Regions from separate parts of the Capra hircus genome. Here region 1 is linked to region 2. A link is a contact called in public Hi-C data. All regions are on one chromosome and are shown on one strand. Each heading gives the region's core, a stretch centred on a gene start, on an enhancer-like site or on the middle of the called end of the contact. The rest is flanking DNA. Distances are from core to core; before and after follow the strand shown.

Region 1 (7,169 bases), core at 576-3,075, 48 kb after region 2:
ACTGCGTGCCGTCTGCAGTGGCCAACACGCTGCCCGAGGCGAGGGTCCCTGCTCTGGGCTGGCTGGCCGCTCGTCTGCCCCTGCATCCCTCTGCTTTCAGGGAGCCCTGAGTCGGGAGAGGTGCCCAGCTCAGGGAACAGGCGGGGCTGGGCCTGGCCTGGGACCCTGCACCCGGGGATGGGGGAGGCTGGCTAGGGACAACCCCAGGCCAAGACACGGCTTCTGTTCTGGGGGCGTCAAGGCAGAGCCGGTGCAGAGGAGGGGGCTCCAGGCCGGTGCTGGGCATGGGAGCGTCCTAGTGGCTACGGACAGATGATGAAGGACCTGGGCTTGACAAGGGATGAGGGGCAGTGAGGCAGCCACGGAGGCTGTGGGGGCAGGGGAAGCCAGAGGGGAGAGCTGGCCCTGTGGCCTGCTTCCTTTGGCTTCTCTGAACTAAGCCCCTGCCCTCCAGGGACCAGGGGAGCCCAGGGCATGGGGCCTCCACGTGCCCCTGTAGCCCACGCTGCTCCCCAGCCCAGGGGCCAGGCTCTGCCCACCAGGCCCTGACGGGGCAGCAGCTTGTCTTGTGCCCCACCCTGGGCCCTCGTGCTTCCTCCCGTCGGGGGCCCAGCTTCAGTCTAGGGGGTCCTGGCCTTGGCCCTGCCCTAGGCTGCACTCTCCACGTCCCAGCTGCAGGACGGGGGAGCTGTGGGGCCGCAGGGGGACCCTTGGGCCCCTGCAGCTCTGAGGTCTCCCTGCTGCTTCTCTGCTCACCCGCCCTTTCCTGGACCGCCCTTCTATCCCAGAGGGGTCACCCTGACCCAGCCCGCTGACAGGCCCGCAGCGCTGGCTCTGCCCCTTGAAGGGGCCACAAGCAGAGCAGGAGGGAGCTGGTCTCCTTCCCTCGCGCCCCACCCCGGACCCAGGCCCCTCACCCCAAGAAGGGCCCCAGGCCTTAAGTCCCCTTTGGGGCGAGGGGTTGGACTCAAGCCCCAGGAGCAGAGGAACAGGGCATAGGAAGGCGACATTAGCTCAGCATGTGACTCGGTGATAGACCAGGCCCGAGGAGGCCGGTGTACGTGTCGTTGTTGTCGGTCTGTTGCACATTCCAGGATATCAGTATTCTAACAGGTTCTAAGTGCCTTTCTATCGTAGCTTGTTTTTCCTCCTCTTGGCTCCATTGCTGTTAGCATAGAGTTTAAAAAAAGAAAAGAGAGATAAGCTAATGACTATAACAATATATTCCTCCATGTGAGAGGAAGTTTATAAAGAAATGAAATAAAAGTGAGTTACAAACATGCTTTGTCTTAGATGTGCCAGGAGCTGGGCCTCGCACGGGAGACCACCTCCGGCTGCCCATGCCTGGCTCTGGGGTCCCCCACCCAGGCCAAGGCCCTGTTCCGGGGTTTCCTTCCAACCCTGTGGGTGCCACAAGCCCTCTGTCTGCTGCTGGGAGCTGGATGGGACAGGCGGTGCTGAGATGGAAGGTTCTGGAACACGTCGTGGGTTCAGCCGCACCCGCCACGAGCATCTTGCCTCTGGGAGGTGCCGGGCTCCCTGGCCTCCTCGGGGCCATCAGGCTGGCAAAGGCTCCTCTTCCTCAGCTGTATCCTGGAGCTGACTCCCCAGATTACTGAGGGGCTACCGCCCAACCCAGCTCAGGAAAGGGAGGCCTGCGGCAGAGCTGGGGCCCTGTCCACAGCGGGGCAAGTAGGGCCAACCTGAGGGCGGCGGGGAGTGGCCCATCCGTCTGATGCGTGACGGCGCGACCACCGGTTGCCTGCCCTGGCCCCGCCAAGTGTCAGAGGCCAGACCATGGGCGGGCGAACACCACCGCCTCTCTTCCCTGCACAGCCCCACAGCTGGCAGGAAGAGAGGCCTGCCTCTGGAATCTGGACATGCATACTCAAGAAATGCGGAAAAGACATTTATTACTGAGCTATAAATTAGAGGCGGACGGGTGGGCGGGAGGAACCAAGCGGTCACGTTTTAGGTGGCTGCTGTTTCTCCCTGTCCTCCTGGGCCTGGATTCTGAGTTCCTCCTCAAGACGCTCCTTCGCTCGGACCACCTGGGGAGGGGGTCACAAACAGTTAGGCTGGGCACCCTCTCCCTCCCCAGGTCCTGCTCTGGCTTCCTGGAGGGCCGTGGGCAGGTCAGGGAGCTGGTTCCAGCACCCCGCCAGCTAGCAGTCCTGGCTCTTCCAGGCCATGGCTGCTGGGGGGCCACCATCCAGGGTGACACAGGGCCCAGGTCGACACAGCCCCACTGGCAACCCTGAGGGACAGGCCGTTCAGGGGGCCCCCTGAGCCCTGGGCACCCTTCTCCTGCCAAGCTCTGAACCGCCCAGAAGCGAGGGACGCCCCAGCCCGCCCTCCCCTCGTGCTCACCTTTGACTGCAGGTAGAAGGAGCCACCCACGGATTTATCGTTCACCTTGAATAGGTGTTCGTAGTTCTGCAGAGGAGGGGAGACGGTGAGTCCCTGGTTACAGAAGCGGGGGAAGCTAGGAGATGACAAAGAAGGAAAGCGAAAGGGCTCGCCCCTCAGTGCGTTCCAACGCTGGGAGCCGCTAAGGGGTGGAGAAGCGGACAGGCGCCCATGAGACAAGGCCTGTGCCTCCGCCTCTGCGGCCTGCACAGCAACAAACGATGGTGGCCTCCTCGAGTCCCAGCCGGCCGCGCTCAGGGCCCCCACTCCTGCCTCCTTCCCTCCCCTCATCAGCTGGCAGCCTGCCACCTTCTCCCCACGTGTGGTCGGCTTATCTCCAAGCCGGCTGGGGATGCCTTACCTTCTGGATCTCCTCGGGGCTCAGCTTGGAGACATTGAGAATCTGCTGTGCCTCCTGGAGGCTGAGGCCCGAGAGGTTGGAGGCGGCTGCAGACTGGTGTCCGGCACGTCCCCGGGCGTCTGCCGCTGCTCGGCTGGCTGTGTGAATATGCGGTTGAGCGCCCGACCCTGGGCTTTCCCAGGGAGCAGCTCATCCCCACCAGGGGGTGCGGGAGGAGATGGGCAGGGCCAGGGGGCATCTCCTCCAGGGATGGATTTTGGGGGGTCAGGGGTGGGTAGGCAAGTGAGGACAGGTTTTCCCCACCAGAGGACGGGGCAGGGGCTGGTCAAACCTGGCATCAGGTCTCCGGCCCAGACCAGGAGATGACCCTGTCCCTCGTCCTCCCCACCCTCTCACCCCGGGCATGCGACAAGTCGGGGAGCTTAGGCTGCTAGGGTAGCAGAGTGAGGCTGCGGGCAGGTGTGGCAGCCCTGATGAGAGCCGGCTGCCCTGTGGTCACCGAGGCCACTGAAGCAGGCCGCCTTGGGTGACCTCTTGATTTAGGAGCCAGTACACTTTTCCTTAAAGGGTCAGAGAATATATTTTAGATTCTGCAGGTCAATTAGTCTGTGTTGCAGTTACTGGACTCTGGCTGGCTGTTCCAATAAAACTTTATTTGCAAAAACAGGCAGGCAGGCAGGCCAGTGTGCCCACTCCTGGCCGGATGCTGGCGTCAATCAGGTCTCCCTTCTCTGGGAATGTCCCAAGATCAAGCACTGCCCCCTACAGGAAGTGTCCCAGGCCACCCAAGCTGCCAGAACCCAGCCCACAAGGGGTCCCTGCATTAACAGGTGGCCCAGCGTGAGGGAGAGGCCCACAACTTCAGGGAAAATCTCACCCAAGCAGGATTTCCCAGCCCAGGGAGACAGGAACCCAAGCTTACCTGCAAACTCCTGCCGCAGGGCCCGGGCAAAGGCCCTGCCCACCACCTGAGCACCCATCACAATGATCTGGGCCAGGTACTTGGCCTGTGGGCAAAGAAGGCACCTGTTAGTGGCTGCATTCTCAGGGCCCCGGAGATGAGCCCTGGAGGTGCTGGCCGAGTGGCAAGGCTGCTGGAAGGCTGAGGCAAGGGACCCCAGCGCGGCAGCCACAGGCCACTTCCTCCCGGCACCTGATACAAGCTTCTGCTCTGGGAGGCATTGGAGGCTCACAGGAGAGCAGTCTTGAGTTTTGGGGGGCAGGTACCCGAAAGAGTCCTCCAGAGGGAGATGGGACTCTCTCTCAGCCTTCGGACAAAGCGGACAGGAGCCAAGGCAACGTGGCCTGGGAGCCAGAACTCGGGGTCGGTCCCGGACTCACCGCCAGTTCTGCATCTGAGCTTGGCGGGTCCAGCCTTCATCTGTTGGTGGTGAGATGCGGGGCCATTCTGATTCTCCTCACATTATTCAAGTCCATTCCATTCGACACAACAAGAGAGCAAAATGCCCTCCACCCTCGGCCCCCGTTCCTCCACTGGCTCACTGCTTCACTCAAACCCCGCCTGAGAGTCAGTGCCAGGGCGTTAGACACACAGGACCCAGCCCTGAGGGAATCCCCACTGCCATGCAGAGTGGGAGGCTTCCACTCAGACCACGTGGTCCAGTGCCCCACGGAGGCGAGTGGGGCATCAAGCAGGACCAGAGGTGGGCACGGTCGATGGAGGGAGGGGAACCCTCAGGAAGGATGTGGGGACTCTGGGGGGTGGGGCACTCCTCCCGGGCAAGCAGGATCATGATGGTAACACGGGGGCTTTTTCAGGCAGAGGGACCAGGGGAAGCCCAGACTAGGAGAGTGTGGGGGACGCCTGGGAGCAGCCAAGAGCCTGGGGGACTTGTGAGGCAAGACGAGTAGTGTGGCTGAGACGCGAAACACAGACCTTACTATGACTAGGGATAACAGACAGCGCATGCGTGTGAAATGGTACACAGGTGCGCATGAAGGATACCGGCGAGTGCTCACTGCGGGTCACCACGGATCACGTGGCGCCTCCAAGTGTTGGTGTCCAACAAGAATTTAGCCAGGGTGTCGAGCCCTGTGATGGACACATTCTATCTATTGTGCCATCTGATCCTGACAGCTCGAGACAGGGAAACACAGAGAAGTTTAGTGACCAACCTGAGGACACACCACTGGCACCCAGGAGAAAGATGGGCAGAAAACCCACAGCCCGTGCTCTCAGCTGTGGTGTCCCCAGGCTGCCCACCTCACGTAGGGTCGGCAGGGAGGGCGACTGAACAACAGAAGGGCAGGACCCAACTCAGAGGCCGAAGATGGGCTTGTCAGATCCCAGTGGAACCCGGACTCCGGAACTGGCCTTGCTGGGCCCCCCTGATGGGCGAGGTGGGTGTGGTTCCAGGCCAAAGGAGAAGTCAGTTTGGATTTCACAAGCCCCATATTTCACACCAGAAGGCAAAGCTCTGTGAGAACTCGCCAGGGGTCAGAGGAGGGGCAAGGCTGCAGGTGCTGAGGTGAAAAGGCCCAGGAGGATGCGCTTCCGGTGGGAGAGTCTCACCTGGCTTCCCCCCACCCCGGCTTGCCTGAAGCCTCTCCCACGTGGGGCAGGAGGCTCTGAGATGGACAGCTAGTCCTGCCTGAGGGACAGAGAGGCTGACAGGCCTGCCAGTGGTTCCGAGGATTCCCTTGGCCAGGAATTCCCGCCAGGCCTCGGACCTCCCCTCCTGCTGCCACACTTGAGAGCCTGCATCACCACACGTCTGCACTGCCCTCCCTGTCCGGGGAACAACACAGCCCAATGTGGGACCAGAGCCCTGCAGCTGGCAAAGGACCGCAGGTGGCGTGGGGGGCTGGGGAGCACTCGGGAATGTGCTTTGTCCCATGTCAAGTGCATCAAGAAGGGAACCTGGACCCGGACAGACTCACGTGCAAAGCTCCCTTCACGGCACAGTTCCTTGGGCTGGTGAGCCGAGCCAGCATGGACCCACCCTCTTATCAAGGACACACGGGGATAGAAAGGAGGCTGTCTTTGCCCAGGGCGCCTGCAAACAGCTGCGCACATCACAACCACGCAGGAAGAGGTCAGGACCCGGACTGTCACATCTGCCAGGGCACATCCAGGGTATGGGCTGTGGCGGGCACCAGTGGGTGCCCAGTACATATTTGAATGAATGCGACACTTGACAGGGCTTCCCAATGCCTTCCACTCCCTCTGCTGAAGGAGGGCTCTGGCCTTCCCACAACACACACACACACACAATCCCCCATTTCTGTTGCCGCTGCAGCCAATACAGCCCACCCCCCAGCTCTGTCTGGTTACAAAGAACGGTTCTGGTTTTATCTTCCCTCACCACTCTCCACCGCACGCACTACAGACAGACCCTTTACTCCCTGACTCCAGGGTCAGTTCCCCTACTTTTTTACTCCATAGTTTCTGTAGCTCTGAATTCACACATCTCGGGTCACTCTTCTCAAATAGGATCTTCACTGAGCTGCACATAGCGTTTTCATTACCCCACCCCCAACAAACGCCATACCTACTAACCCACTGAATACCCTCCTTCCTATGCCAATATCGTCAAACCTCAGCATCCTTTGAGATTTGGCTTGGACACAGCTGGCACCATGCTTCCAATGCAGGGGGTTACAGATTCAATCCCTGGTCAGGGAACTGAGATCCCACGTGCCACCACCAAAAATAAAGACAAAGCTCACATCACCCCCATTTCCTGGAGTGAAACCTTCCCAGGCTCCCCCCATTTCTACCAACCCATTCTGCACTGTCTTTCTTTTCCCATCAATATATTGTCCTATTTTATGGATTCGTTGCCTTTCTCCTTTAAGGTACAAACTCCTTGGGGGCCACCTTTCACTCGGTCCCTCAAGGCTGACTGAGTCCCATGCAGGAACATCTGTGAGGGACCCAGTTTGGGGGGGGGGTAGTGGGGAGTGGTCCTCAGAAAATGAGAGTGACTATTACAAGGCAAGGACAACCACTATGTGTGTAGCATCAGCTAAAACCAGGACGAGAGACCCCGGAGAAGTCAGATTCTCGGAGCTCCAGGTTGTTTACCTCTAAGATGGAGACAACGAGGGTACCTGCTTAAGAATTAAATGAGAACCTACATAAGCCCCAGGGCTCCGGGCCTGGCACTTGAAAGCTCTCACCTTATCACGATCAGTTAAGAAGTGGTTCCTCAAAGCCACTGCCTCAATAACTTGGGGAACAATCCTCTATCAGGGGATAGACCTCAGGACTCTGCACTGTTAAAGGTCCCCAGGTGACCTGACTCTACCAGGGTGGGCCAGATCTGTGGGCTGGCTCGGGATGGTACCGCAGATACGCTCAATTATCGGTGTCGCAGGGTCAAGTCCCACTTCTGCCACTTGCTCGTGAAAAGTCCCGCAGCCCGATTAACTAGCT
Region 2 (6,479 bases), core at 1,388-3,887:
CCAGAGGGTCCTATGTTGCCACACCTGCCTGAGGTCAGGCCCAGGATGTCCGCTCCAGCATCTGGGGCAGCTCAACCCACCTCCTCACTGCCCAGCCCTTCCCTTCCCGGAGCAACCAACAGTTCAGGGTAACAGCAGGGATCAGAGTTCAAGTCCCAGCCCCACCAGTTGCCCTACCTGTTCCTTCCCAAACCTGGGTCCATAAAGCCACTTAATTAACAGAAGAAGACTGTTAACAATTTGATGAGAGAACTCTTGCAAAACGAGACCCTACAACGTATTACAAGCTCCAGAATTGTTTTCTTTTTGTTTTCACTTATTACAGCTAAGCCCTCCAGGTGGACGGACCTTGGGGAAGGGCCAACACTCAGGACTGCTGACTGCCCACCACCTTGAACTTGAGAGTAGTTAAGGCAGGAGCCCTGTGGGGGGAGAGGGGGCGGGAACGATGTATACGTGTGCAGCAACCTCCACCTAGCCTGGTTTCTGCAGCCCGTGGTGTCCACCAGCCTTGGCCACACCGCCTGCGACTCCTCCTCCCTCAGTCCCCGCCTTGACTGCCCGGGGCGGCAGAGCACGTGGCCCCAGCCCTGGGGAGCCATTTCTCTCCGAAAGCGGCACGGGAGGAAAGGAGCCACAGGTCCCAAACTTGGACCCCCAGAGAACAACCCACGCGGTATCGCAGTCCCGCAGAGTGTTCAGTATGCTGATACACAGGCCCTTCTAGCGATCAGAATTCCGGGCGTGTGCATTTTAACAAGCGTCCAGGGCGATTCCCCTGACCCATTCTCTTCCGCAAAGGATAGATCCCGGAGCAACCCGGGCCAAATTTAAGAAGCAGCTCCTGGGGAGGGCTACGGATCTTGGACCACCCACCCACCCAGCCTGCTGGGCAACTGGATGCTTTCGGTTTATGACTGGGGGGAGGGGCGTGAGACGCGAAAGTTTGCAGCCGAGGCCCACGTGCGGCGGGCAGAGATCCGGCGAGGCTAGGGGCGGCCTATGGTGCCCACTCCCCCAAAAGCCCCCCTACCCGGCCTGCCTCGCCCATCCCGCCCGCGGGGGCCGAGCTTTGTGCGGGTAAAGCATGGCCTGGGCGCGCCTACAACTCCCACAATGCCGCACCGACGCGGCGCGGAGAACTACAGCTCCCGCGAGGCGGCGCGCGGAGGTCCGCCTACTCCAAGAGGGCTGCAGAGTCACGTCCAGGCCTCTCTAGTAAACAGCGCCCTGGCGCGGGCGGCAAGCTAGCAGGCGGCCGCCAACGTGCCCGGGTCCGCGGCGCTCCCGGCGGGCCGCGCTGGCCCCCCGGGTCCCGCCCACTCCTGCACCCCCTCTCCAGCACGCCCTCCGACCCCGCTGCAGCCCCGGTCCCAGCAAACACTCACAACCACCCGGCTCCCCGCACCCCCCTCCCCGCGCTCGGAGCCGCGGCGTGGCTGCATTGTAGCCCCTGGCCCCGCGGCCCCACGCGCGACACGGGCCCCCCAGTCCCTCTTGGAGTGGGGGGGCCCAGAGAGAGCGATGAAGGAGGGAGAGGAAGGAAGCCGCCGCGGGAGGGGGAGGAGGAAGCGCGGGGGGGAAGCCACCAGCACCAAGCATGGCCGGGACTGCTGCAGAACCACGTGGGTCTGTTTGCAATTTACAAACGTCGCGACTCGCCCGCCTGCAGCGGACAAAAGTGACCGGGGCCGCTCGGGGCCCCCACGTTCCGAGGGAGGAAGGTCCCCAGACGGCCCAAGCCTGGCGCGCGGGGCTGCAGCCGCCTCGGCGGATAAGAAAGGCGAGAGGGTCCGCGGCGCGGGCCATGCGTGCGCACACGCGCGCCCGCCTGGGCGGACTGGCCGGGGGCTGCAATCGTGGGAAGGGGGTGAGGGGGAGGAGGAGTACACACCTACAGAGCCCTCCTATCACTTCTTTCTCTGTTTTCCTGAAATGTTGCAAAGAGGGCACCTTCTGAGTGGGCACCATGAAATACTCCATAGCGATCGGCCCCCCTCCTCTGCACGAGCCAGGTCCCGCGGTCCGCCGGAGAATGCAAGATGGAAATCCGAATCAAAGGGCAGCGCCGGACGGAGGTGCAGAATCGGCCGGTCCCAGATGCTGGCTGCGGCGGCGGCGAGGGGAGGGAGGCGGGCGGGAGGGGCGGGAGGGAGGTCTCTCCGGCCTGCCTCCCCGGGCGTGTGTGTGTGTGTGTGTGTGTGTGTGTGTGTGTGTGTGTGTGTGTCTGTGTGTGTGTGTGTTTGCAGCTGATCAGATGTCTGTTTCAAGGCGGGAAACAGCTGGTGAAAACTCAGCACTCCCCCGGCCTCCTTCCGCGGAGTAAGGAATTGCATGTAAACAAAGGACTATTTGCAGCGCCCCCCGGGCGGCGCGAGGCCGGGGCGAGAGGGGCGCGGGACCCCGGGGGTGGGTGGTGGCCCCGGTCTGCGGGCCACCCCCCACCCCAGCTCCGGGTGCGGGGGCCGCGGGCGGCCTTGGGGGCGCGGCTTGAATGGAGCGAGCTGCGGCCGAGCTACATGCGCCACTATGGGTGATGAGGTCCATCAGCTGACAGGTTGGCAAGGGTAGCCAAAAAAAAAAAGAAACGGCCAGCCACAGCGAGGGAGCCCAGCTTGTGCGCCCGGGGTCCGACGGGGACGGCCCGGTACAGGGTCTGCGCCCTCGAAGACCCTCGAGGGGCGGGAGCGCGCTGCTGGGCCCGGCGAAGGCGAAGGCGGCCTGGGGTGCTGCTCGGGGCTTTTTTTTTTTTTTTTTTTTTTTTTTTTACGGTTGCAACTGCTGGGAGAGGAGCCGCTCTGGCGCGCTCCCTCCAAGCCCAGGGCCCCCTGGAAACTTGCGTCACAGCCACCGCTTCCCACATATAACTTGGGGCCGACTTCAGAGGCCAAGCGGCCCCCTCCCTCACTCCCTCCCTGCCCAGCTGCCCGCCGCTGGCCGGTCGGCCTGGGCTCCGGAACCTGGGAATCCCGGAGCCGGGGAGGGGAGGGCAAAGCTGGGGGCGGCGCGCCGGGCGCCTCAGATCCTGGGGCTGCCTTAGGCAGCAGGGGCCCGGGCGGGGAGGGAAGGGTGGAGGCGGGCCAGGACAGCAGCAGCCCCGGAGGCCGGCTGCCGGCGCGGCCCGAAGGTCCGGTGGCTGCTGCGGGTCGCCTCCTGTCCCCTTCTCTTTAGCCCTCCGCTGGGAGGCTGGACAGCGAGAGGCCCGCCGAAGCTTGGCCTGGGCAAGCGGAAGACTGCAGCTGCCCATTCGTGGCGAAGCTAGGGCGAGACTTGCTCCCCCGGCAGGGTGCGCTCTCTACCAAGGGTGAAGGCCTGGGACGGAGGAGGAAAGGACTCCTGGCCGGCGAGCTTCCGTCCCCTCCTTCCCGCGTCCCCTCCCCCGGCTCCTAGAGGTTGGCCCCTGGTTCAGGAAGACCACGCCTGCCTTGGAATGTCCTTTCCCCTGCCCACCGCCTTTCCCAATCCCATCCGCCTTCCAGGTTCCCGCCCAGATCGCGCCTCCTGATTGAAACCCTCTTAATAACAAGGATTACTGTTATTATTAGGAAATGTTATTGTTTTTAGATATTTGGAGCCCCTTGTAGAGGCCTGGCAGTTTTACCTGAATGCTTTGCAATCCTTCAAGACAGCTGTTGGGTAATATCTGGGGTCCCTGGGAGGCTTCACTGCGGGAGCAGGAAGGATGACATGGGGGGGGCAGTAGAGGATACAGGGCCACTTAACTGTGTACACTAAGCAGCGTCCACAGTGCCTGGAGAATGAATGGAGAGCTGGGGGAAGTGCGTCCACCCCTTGCTCTGTCTTCTTCAAAAATCCCTTGACCCAGCCGGAGCCTGCTTCCCTGGGCACACTGTCACTCCAGCTGGCCTCCCCATTTCTGCCAAAGGGACCTTCTTTCCTAGGGCCCTGTCTTGTCTCCGATTCACAAAACCACACCCCCTGGCACAAACCCAGACCCCTGGCTCAGCTGCCCCAACACCTGAAATACCACTGCTCCCACCACCCACCCAGCTCTTTCCCGTCACCTGCTTCATGGCAGTAGCATGAGAAGTCCCCAGACTCTGGGCTGGTTTTTTTCTTTTTGGGTGTGTTGGGTCTTGGTCGCAGCCAGTGGACTTCTCTAGTTGTGGTACCTCGTCTTAGTTGCCTGACCAAGGGTCAAACCTGTGTCCCTTGCATTGAAAGGCAAATTCTTTACCACTGGACCACCAAAGAAGTTCCTCCAGGCTATTTTTGATTCCCAGGAGGCTCTGTAGACCCCCTTCGTCTGACCCTTTCTTACTTCCTTCCTGGACTCCTATATTCGGGCCACTGTGCCCTCTAGAGTTCTCAGAGGCTGTTCCGCAAAATCACTTTGATCCTTGGACCTTCCCCCACCCCTTCTGACTCTAAATTAGGCATCAGCAAACTTTCTTTAAAGGGAATGTAAAAGTTATTTGCACGTGGAATCTAAAATATGACACAAATGACCATATCTAAGAAACAGAAACAGACAGAGAGAACAGACTGACGGTTGCCAAAGAGGGAGGAGCAATGGAGTGGGGGTTTGGGATTAACAGATGAAAACTATTATATATAGGATGGATAAACAACAAGGTTCTAGTGTATAGCACAGTATTCAATATCCTGTGATAAACCATAATGGGAAAGAATATAAATATATATAATATATATATTAAAAACTCAATTACTTCACTGTACAGCAAAAATTAATACAACATTGTAAATCAACTACACTTCAACAAAAAATTTTTTTTTAATATTTGTATTAGCTTCCTATTGCTACTATAACAAATTACCACAAACTTAGTGACTCAAAACAGCACAAGGGAATTACCTGCTGGTCCAGTGGTTAGGAATCTGCACTTTCACAGCCATGGCCCAAGTTCAATCCCGGGTTCCTGGTCAGGGGAACTGAGATCCCACAAGCTGCATGGTGCAGCCAATTTAAAAATATATGTATTTATATATACTTTCTGGAGGTCAGACATCCAAATGGGTTGTATTTGGCTAAAACCAAGGTGTCAGCAGGACTGCATTCCTTCTGAAGGCTCTAGGGTAGGAAGGGGAATCCACTTCCTTACCTTTTCCAGCTCCTAGTGGTTGCCTGCCCCTTCCTGGCTCCCAGCCCCTTCTATTTTCAGAATGCATCACTCCAACTTCTTCAGTCATCACATCTCCTTATGCGACTCTGACTGCCCCCCCCCACCACTCCCTTATTAATGACCTTGGGCCCAAGCAGATAGTCAAGAATAATTTCCCCATTTTAAGATCCTTAACTTACTTATATCTTCAAAGTCCCTTTTGCCATAGAAGGTAACTTATTCACAGGTTCTACAGATTAGGACATGAACATCTTGGGGAGGTCATTTTTCGGTCCACCGTACAATCTCAGTTCATACAAAAGCTGGCAGGGGTTACAGTATGCTCCATCAATTTCACTCCTAGGTACACATCCCCCAAAAAATGAAACCAGGGACTCACACATGATCATATACCAGTATTCACAGAAGCATTATTCACAACAGCCAAAAGGTGAAAACCATCAATGGATCAATGGATAAACAAACTCTGATCTATTCAAACAACTGCATATTATTCAGCCTTAAAAATGAATGAAGTTCTGATATTTGCTACAGCCTGGCTGAACCTTGAAAACACAATGCTAAGTGAAAGTCAGATACAAAAAGTCACACATCAAATGACTCCACTTCTATGAATGATCTACAATAGGCAAACGCATTGCGACAGAAAGTAGATTAGAGGTTACCAAGGGCGGGGGAGGGGGAGGGGAGATGGGGAATTATTGCTTAATAAGGAGTATGGAGTTTCTGTTTCGGGTGATGGAAACTTTTGGAAATAGTGGTGGTGTTTGCGCAACATCATAAATGTAATTAATGGGACTGAATCGTGCAGTTTAAAACAGCAAAGTTGTTCATTCAGGTGAACACACAAAAATTTTAAAATGGTAAATTTTATGCTATATGTATTTTACCACAGTTTTTTAAAAAGTTAACAAAAAAAATAAAAAAGGTCAGTGGTCTGGATTTGACTTGTGGGCTATAGTTTGCCTGACTCCATAGGTGAAGGGAGGGGGCTTGCCGCAAGCCCCTTGTCTTCTCTCTTTGCTCCTCCAGTTTAGGTTTCACAGCCCAGCAATCTAATCATCTTGCATGCATGCTCCCTTCTGAGTCCAGCCCTCCACCTGTCCTGCCCCTGCCCCCACCCCTGGATCTGAACAGCGCTGGGAAAAGGAAATCCCACCATCTTACTTTTAAATGCTGGACCAAGATCTTCAAGTGACTCCTTTGTGTGGCTGGCCGTCCCCTCCTATGGCCCTGCTCCCTCCTCCCTCCCTTCCCAAGGCTCCTCTGCCTCCCCTCTGGTACCTGAAATCTGCTATCCAGCCAGCACCTAGATGTGAGTCCATGTTCTGTCAGTGCCTGGAGAACCCCTCCACGTGTATTCTTCAAAGATGT

Evidence for each region. Hi-C and Micro-C count contacts between places; a contact is called where the count stands out from the background.
Region 1: a contact with region 2 is called in a Hi-C map of blood, with 2.1 times the contacts expected there. The contact joins the enhancer-like site here to the promoter of TFAP4 in region 2. A contact is called at or near these places in 3 of 5 Hi-C or Micro-C datasets (all in blood).

What each region holds. Positions count from the first base shown.
Region 1 is chr25:3,417,751-3,424,919 of ARS1.2, forward strand. It overlaps GLIS2 (zinc finger protein GLIS2), which reads left to right. Exons shown (of 7, transcript XM_018040494.1): 7 at 1-1,278. It overlaps PAM16 (mitochondrial import inner membrane translocase subunit TIM16), which reads right to left. Exons shown (of 5, transcript XM_018040495.1): 2 at 3,693-3,777; 3 at 2,771-2,907; 4 at 2,371-2,436; 5 at 1,897-2,051. The coding sequence ends at 1,965. Among named protein-coding and RNA genes, the nearest start is that of PAM16, 4.0 kb to the right of the region's middle. Within about 2 kb of position 1,826, at least 1 of the 5 cell types and tissues checked has an H3K27ac peak or open chromatin away from gene starts, as enhancers often do.
Region 2 is chr25:3,368,683-3,375,161 of ARS1.2, forward strand. It overlaps TFAP4 (transcription factor AP-4), which reads right to left and starts at 2,638. Exons shown (of 7, transcript XM_018041003.1): 1 at 1,954-2,638. The coding sequence starts at 2,336.